2 separate regions of the Mus musculus genome follow, and region 2 is linked to region 1. The links are chromatin contacts, called in public Hi-C maps. All regions are on one chromosome and are shown on one strand. The core of a region is the stretch at or near the end of the contact, and the rest is flanking DNA. Distances in the headings are between cores, read along the strand shown. Region 1 holds the start of Minpp1 (multiple inositol polyphosphate histidine phosphatase 1). Region 2 holds the start of Ifit3b (interferon-induced protein with tetratricopeptide repeats 3B).

What was found. Hi-C and Micro-C count contacts between places; a contact is called where the count stands out from the background.
Region 2: a Hi-C map of B cells shows a contact between it and region 1, with 5 read pairs. The contact joins the promoter of Ifit3b here to the promoter of Minpp1 in region 1.

Annotation. Positions count from the first base shown.
Region 1 is chr19:32,484,337-32,488,294 of GRCm38.p6, forward strand. Minpp1 (multiple inositol polyphosphate histidine phosphatase 1) reads left to right here and starts at 1,433. Exons shown (of 5, transcript NM_010799.2): 1 at 1,433-2,223. The coding sequence starts at 1,605.
Region 2 is chr19:34,605,785-34,609,782 of GRCm38.p6, forward strand. Ifit3b (interferon-induced protein with tetratricopeptide repeats 3B) reads left to right here and starts at 2,173. Exons shown (of 2, transcript NM_001005858.3): 1 at 2,173-2,214. The coding sequence starts at 2,210. It also overlaps a transcript of Ifit1bl1 not described here.

The DNA.
Region 1 (3,958 bases), core at 183-2,682:
AGGGCACAAGGAAACCTACTGCTTTGTAAACTATCAAAGTACAATTGAAAAAAATGTCTTATACTGAAAACAAATAACAACGCAAGCACCTTAGTCTATAAGGTGTAAGGCTTAAAATTCAATGAATACTAATTTAAGTAACCTCCTGTGAAAAGTAAGACTGGTCACGAATTTTTAGTCATTTAAACACTACAAAATGACATATCAAAAAAAAAAAAAAAAGCACAGTTCTGTTAGAATTCCCCCACTCCTGAGCCTTAAAATTTCAGCATTCAAGTTGGAATTTACTCTGGATTTTTATAACATTTTCTTCTTGGTCAGTGCTTAACAGTACAATTTTCTGTACCATTAAGTACAGATGGTAACTGTCCTTATGAGAAAGATCCAATGTGGCCAATGTGGTTAAAATCTCCTTGGGTTTGGATCATTTTATCATTTAATAATCTTCCTTAATTGTCATACATACTGAGGTTTGGGTAGGAAAAAAACAAACAAACAAGGTATTTAGATTCAAGATTTTTGAGTCCAAGATTCGGAGCTATGTGGCCTGACAGACACTCAACTGTTGGGGTTGACTCAGTGACTGAGTGCTTAATGGTTTTGAAAAAGACCCCAGTTTAGTTTACAGTACACATGACAGCTCACAACAGCCTGAAACTCCCGTTCTAGGGACTCCAACGCTTTATTCTAGCCTTCGTGGGCTCACAAATGTTGTACATATAGTCATGCTAGTTCACACATGCACATTTTAAAATCTCAACTGATTTGCATATCTAACTACATGGGAGAATATGGGTGTTTCCTCCATACAGTGATGAGGTCATATTTAATAATGGAGTGCATCTGTGAGGCCATGATTCAGTGTGCTCAAATTATAAGGACGGCTGTTTCTATTCTCTCAATGGCCTTTGGCATAAACAAGCTTACAATCTTGAGGTGGTGTGTCAGCTCTAGCCTACATTAAAATCATACTTAAATTGAAGCCCAGGGCTTAAATTTCTGAAGGAATAAGCCCCTTTCTAAATTCATGGCTCTGAGGTGTCCTGCTTATTTTCAAACTCTTAACAAGAGGGTCGGGGGAGGGCGTGTGCTTCAGGAGGTATCTTGTAAGCAAAGGCCACAGACGTTCTTTCTCGAGGGATCTTGAGACTGATCGTTCAGGGGCCACATGTTGAAAACACACCGTAAGGGACAAAAGCCATCTCCTATAGCTTCTCTTTTGGTAGAAGCCGGGCTACCTACTAGAAAAAGGAAAGGATTCATGTGTGCTCTTTTACCACACCGAAAAACCTAAACAGCTCAGGAATCTTTGAATCGGTTCCTGAGGCGCCAAGCTGCCGGACAGTCGCCCACGCTCCGGGTCAACTGACGCCGGCTCCACCTGCGCCCGGTGTCACACGCTCGTCGGAGGTTTCCGCCTCTCCACTTGTCCACACCGAAGCTCCGAGACGATCGGCCACACTCGCTCGGTGACAGCACCGGAGACCACGCTTGCCTTCTGAGGTTCCCGGGCCGGAAGTGCGCTCTGCTCCCGCCCCCGCCGGCGGATCCGGAAGTGGGGGTCGGCAAGCGGCGCGCCGCCCTCCGCGGGGCCCCCGGGCACGATGCTTCGCGGCGCGCGCAGCCACCTCCCGGCCTCGGTAGCGCCCGCCGCGGTCCTGGCTGCGGCGCTGCTCTCGTCGTTCGCGCGCTGCTCTCTCCCGGGGCGCGGCGACCCGGTGGCTTCGGTGCTCAGCCCCTACTTCGGCACGAAGACACGCTACGAAGATGCCAACCCCTGGCTGCTGGTCGATCCGGTGGCGCCGCGGCGGGACCCGGAGCTGCTGGCGGGGACCTGCACCCCGGTGCAGCTGGTCGCCCTCATCCGTCACGGCACCCGCTACCCTACGACCAAGCAGATCCGCAAGCTGAAGCAGCTGCAGGGGCTGCTGCAGACCCGCGAGTCCCGGGATGGCGGGAGCCAAGTGGCCGCCGCGCTGGCCGAGTGGCCGCTGTGGTACGGTGACTGGATGGACGGGCAGCTGGTGGAGAAGGGGCGGCAGGACATGCGACAGCTGGCCCTGCGTCTGGCTGCCCTCTTCCCAGACCTCTTCAGCCGGGAGAACTACGACCGCCTGCGGCTGATCACCAGCTCCAAGCACCGCTGTGTGGACAGCAGCGCCGCCTTCCTCCAGGGGTTGTGGCAGCATTACCACCCAGGACTGCCACCTCCCGACGTCTCAGGTGACAGCGCGCTCCGCCTTCCCTAGACTGCGGACTCCCTCATCCAGCCTCCCCTCGTGTCCCTTTTTGTCACCTCCCTTTCCCGCTTGCGTTCTCGGGACCCAGGATGTGGACTTGGTTGTCTCTGTTGTTTTAGTAATACGCTTGTCCATTCACTCATCAGGTGTGAATTCCTAGCATTTTCTGCGCAAGAGTGCAGTAGGGGACGCTGGAGACCCAGCTAGAAGGAGGGGAAAGAAAGTATCGCTTCTCGTTTTACATTCCACATTCCCAAATCGCGTTATCCCCCCGAGTGCCAACCTAGCTTCTTTTCCCTTCCTGGCAAGTAGTTTAACACCTGGGCGCACTTAATAATATAGAACTTTCTTCCTCCCAAACTGCTTGTGAGAATTGGGAGTTTTGTTGTTTTGTTTTTTTGACACAGGGTTTCTCAGCCCTGGTTGTCCTGGACTCGCTTTGTAGGCTATGCTGGCTTCACAGAGATCCACCTGCCTCTGCCTCCTGAGGGCTGGGATCACAGGACTTTTGGCTTTTTTGTTGTTGTTGTTGTTAACAACATCTTTTCCTGTGTTTCGACATTTACAAGGATTTTTTAGGAAGCTGCTCCTCAAAGCCTCTTTAAGCCTTACTTAGGGTTAGGGTACCCTGTTTCGTTCTTGTGTTTGCTGTAGTTTCCCTTGTTGTAGCTGTGGTCCGTAGTCACATGTATATTACCTCACCTACTTATTCCATTATTATACGGCTTCGGGATTTCGGGGCACAAGTAGTGGAATCCTCATTTCACAGGTGAAGAAGCCAAGAGTGTGTCCCCTTCATCACCCTTATATAGTGGTGAACTAGTCAGGCCCAGTATCCAGATTTGTGGCTTTTCTAGAGTGGTGAGTTTTCCTTCGGAAAATGTTTTAGCTGTTGCGGCAAACGGTAACGCTTTCTGTGTGCCGAGCATCCTGTACACTGGGCACTTAACACTGCTTTATGAAGTTGCTAAGTGTGTCCCCTGCCAATCTCACGCACAAGAAATGAAGCAAAAGGTACCAAATAATTTGCAGATTTTCATACAGTTAGACAAGGACCTAGGGAATCTTATATAGAGCTTGCTCTCAACGCTATGCATACGGCTTCCCTGTAAGATAACTTGAAGAAAATAGCGTGGGGGTTAGGAGTGGATAAGTGTTAGCAACTGCTTATCAGTTTGAGCCTCAGAGAACTGAAGCAAGGACATTAGCCGACAAAGACTCAAACAACAGAAAAATTCAGTTTCCCATTTCTCCCCTAATACTTAAAAACCTCTTAGAGATTTCCACATGGTTGTGTGTTGTGTTACTAATTTGAATAACTCAACTGGCTGATGTATGTATGTATGTATGCTTATTTGTTGAGTATGCTTTTTAATTATGGCTACTTTTTTTTTCTCATTAGATTGAGTGAACATCTTCCTAAATCCATTCAAATGAACTTGAGTGTCAAAACTAGAACATTTAAAGTAGCACAACAGGGCTGCTGAGATGGCTCAGCAGGTTCAGGGGCTTGCAGCCACGCCTGACGCCCTGTGTCGGGTCCCTGGGTGCATGTTGTGAAAGGGAGAACTGAGTCATGCTAGTTGCACACTAAATGAACACCAATAAATCTCTTTTTTTCCAATTTTTTATTAGATATTTTCTTCATTTACATTTCATATACTATCCGGAAAGTCCCTTATACCCTCCCCCCGCCCTGCTCCCCTACCCACTCACTC
Region 2 (3,998 bases), core at 923-3,422, 2.1 Mb after region 1:
CACATACATTAATTGCCTTCCCTTCAATCTATGGTAAAACCGTGCATTCAGAGGTATCTTTGACAGAGAGAGGCCTTTAACTAGATTGTTTCCCATAAGTAGGAATGGGTCTTGAACCTGAGGTTTAGTCACCTGAAGACATCTTTTCCTGAGGACTTTCAATCTTCTCCCCAACTCACACATAATGAAGGACATGTATGTGTTTTGCTCTCGTTTTCTTTATATACCCAGGATTGCACTGAGCAACACCAAAAGGGCACCTGGAGACATAATTATCCAGGGTCTTTGATGAACTTTGCTGTAGATTTGCTAAGTGAATCTTGGCCTCTTTGGTTGATATTTGTAAACCAGATTTACTTACAGGTCAGCCAGGGCAGTGTCAGGACTTTCCTTGTGAGTTTATGGTGAGATTCCTGTATAGATGCTAAAGTTCTGTTCTGAGATTTAATCCAAGGCAATGTAGATATTTCCATTTTCAGGCTCAAGTTAAACACCCTAGACACAGCCAAGCACAGTGTCTAGAATGGTACTTCAGTGCTGATACTCAGTACCCTACATGCAGAGTGGGATGAGAAAAAAAAAACCTATGAAAGGAAGGTCTTTCTCTCTCCCAGGTGCCTTCTTCCAATCTGTATTTAAAGTGTCTGTCTAACAAGCCAAAATAAGCTTTATATGCAAATATCTAGTCAAAAACTCTGACCCATCATTGATTCTGCTCCACTGAATAGTATGCCCTATTTTCTCCTCTGTGAAAAATTACACACACACACACACACACACACACACACACACACACACGCAGAGGCATGCATGCACACACATGTACATTTGTATACACACAAAGCAGAGCAAAAGAAACAGAGAGGCAGAAAGCAAGAAAATCAATTGATGTATCAGTCAATCAGTCAACCATAGCCCCCTATATTCTTCAAAGAGGGAACAACCTTGTGAGTGTGCCATTTGCCTGATTTAACAACTTCTGTTACTTAGAGATTTTCTGCAGTGCTAAAGCAACATCTCTTATATCAAGGCACAATGCCTAAGTGTCCAGCCCACCGTTTCCTATCCATCAGAGCAAAGAAGCAGAAGGATGCAGGCCCATCCTCCTTGGGCTTGTACATTAGCATTCCAAGTCCCACTAGACCAAAATCAGGCATTGTGCTCTGAACCACTAAAGAAAATGAGATCAATGAAAGTTGTATCCTTTCTGTGGCTTTGCTACCTGAGGCTTCCAAAGTTTAGGCTTAAGGCAAACACAGTGGGTCTAGCAGGTATGTGCTTACCTCTTATGCCATTAACAATCTCAAGTTGCTAAGTGAAAGAAGGACCCAGAATTCCACAGCTGACTAGGTTATCATGCTTAGCAAATGAGCAGTGAAAGCCACGCTTTAAAGAAATCATGAAGCTAAGCACCCAATCCATACCTAAGGATTGGTCCTCCATACCTCCTTCTACTCATGCATGACTTCATAACTCAAAGCAGAAGTCTTTCACTTAGTCACATATTTGTTCTCCCACCCAGGAAGCAGTGATGCACATGTTACCAATTCTATTCAGGGACTGGGTGTAAAGTAAATGATCACCACAGACCTCTAGGTGTGAAACAGCACAGCGAATCCCCCTGGTGTTTTGCTACTTGAATTCAGTGTAGCATAAAATGAAAACATTGGTTTGATTAGACTCTGGCAAAACTCCAGAGCTAGTCACATGGACATAGTCATTAAAGCTGGATTGAAACCTGTGTACCACAAGGGAACTCAGAGAAGGAAACACACTATCACTTCTTTCAAAATATTTTAGAATAGTTTCTTTCGTGTGGCCCCAGAAACCTCTGCAGAGTGCACTAGAGACTGTGGAAAACACTCTTTTCCTCCCAGAGGGACTGTCAGGCTGGAGGAAATGCCTCTCGACCCTCTGACACCAGAGGCAGAGTCCAGAGCTTATCCAATGCTGTGGCCAGGACATAGAAGGTCTCAGTGGTAAGTTTCACTTTCCTCTTCTGGTTGATTTTAAGTCTGTTTCAGTTTCTACTTTCCTCTTCCCTTTCACAAACACTGAGTCCTTAGAAGCAGCAGAGCACCAGCTGATTCATCCCCCCCCCCCCCCCGACTGCCCTCTTATATAATCCTCTGAGTCTCCACTTAGAGTGGACTGAGATTTCTCAGCCCACACCCAGCTTTTCCCAGCAGCACAGAAACAGATCACCATCATGAGGTCAGTGCAATCTCTGCTTCTCCAATTAAATGATAAACTGAGCTGATCACTGCACAGCAGAGTCTTAAGTTGTCTGCTTGCTTGTAGATTGAAATCACTTGCATGAGCATGGCTTTTTTTTTATTGGACCTTTTTCATTATTTCTCTGTGTAAATGTGCAAGACACTGCAGTTTCTAAAACTGCTCACTGGATGCCCCTGGAGAATATTGATAGACACGGGTAGGTCCACTGAAGCACAAAGTTTGACTCAAAGCTAGCACTAGAGGAGTCACTCTTTCTGGGATTTGTTGGTGTTTTATTAAAAGTGATCAAGACAATAGAAAGTTGTGTGTGTGTGTGTGTGTGTGTGTGTGTCTATCTGTCTGTCTGTCTGTCTGTCTGTTTGTCTGTCTGTGTTTCCATGTGTGTGAGTTTGTTGTGTTTTTCTGTATGTGTGTCTGTATGTGTGTGTCTCATTGTTTATGTGTATCTGTGTGTGTGTCTGCATGTGTGTTGCTGTGTGTTTGTATGCGATGTGTGTATGTGTCTCTGTGTTTGTGTGTCTGTGTGTGTGCTTTTTCAAAAGAACCAATCCTTCGCCAGTAGCTAGTGTAAGAGTTGGAAACAGTAGTGCAAGCTCACTTCATGTTTGTGAAAACTATGACCACTTCATGATTGAGGTTTTAAGAAATAGTTCTCACAGATGAGCAGGGCTTTTATTTAAATTGGGTTTTTTTTTAATTTTTCATATGCCACAAAATCTCAAAGGTTAAAGTTTTTTTTCTAGTATCTAAGGCTGCAGGACAAGCAAAAACACATTTCCCCTCAAATACAAACTCTGCTTAATTTGTAGCTATGAAAGCAGAACAATGGTTACCTAGAGATGGTAAGGGTAGAATATGAAGATACACACAGGAATTTCAGGGATGTCAGACATAACCTATAAGGAGTGTGGGTGGGCACATGGGCATAAACAATTGCTGAGACCCAGTGTACACAAATCATTAAAATAAGTGCATTGTATTGTAAGTAAAGAGTAATCATAGTATTTCTGATGTTTTTAAAGAGATTTATTTATTTTGTATATATGCATACACTTTGGGTGTCTGCAGACAAACCAGAAGAGAGCATCAGATCCCATTACAGATGGTTGTGAGCCACCATGTGGTTGCTGGGAATTGAACTCAGGACCTCTGGAAGAGCAACAAGTGCTCTTAACTGTTGAGCCATATCTCCAGAGAGTGAATTGTTTTTAACTGCAACTATAACTGCCATTAGAGGAGACTCAGAGAGAACTAAGAGGAAGGGCTAATGTTTCTGACAAATACATATCATGTAAGGATACAAGCCTTGTTGGCTGAGGGAAGGCTGATGTTATTAGCTACTGTGGAAGCTAAGAAAAAAGACAGTCTTCCCTACCCTCAACTCCACGGGTAACAAGGGTTAGCAAGGTTCAGGTTGGAAACACAGGGGATGACAATCATGCACCTCCAACTACATTAGCTTACTCCTTCCCATAGAATGGGCCTCTGAGAAGATCAGTATTAGTTCTGAGTGTGGTTGACCAGAAAACTGACATGTGTAGAACATTAATGGCAAGCCTGAACAAGAGACTTTGATGTGTTTTCTGTTTGGCTGAATATAGAGCTACCAATCAAAGCAGGTTCTAGCTGGACCCTCTAGATTTTGCTGGCCAAGGGTCTATACCACTGCATTCTGTGATACCAGAGGTAGCTTGAGCTGTTCTTCCCCAGGAATGTTAGATATTGAAGAATGGGGTAAATAAAGGACCTGGGAAGGCACC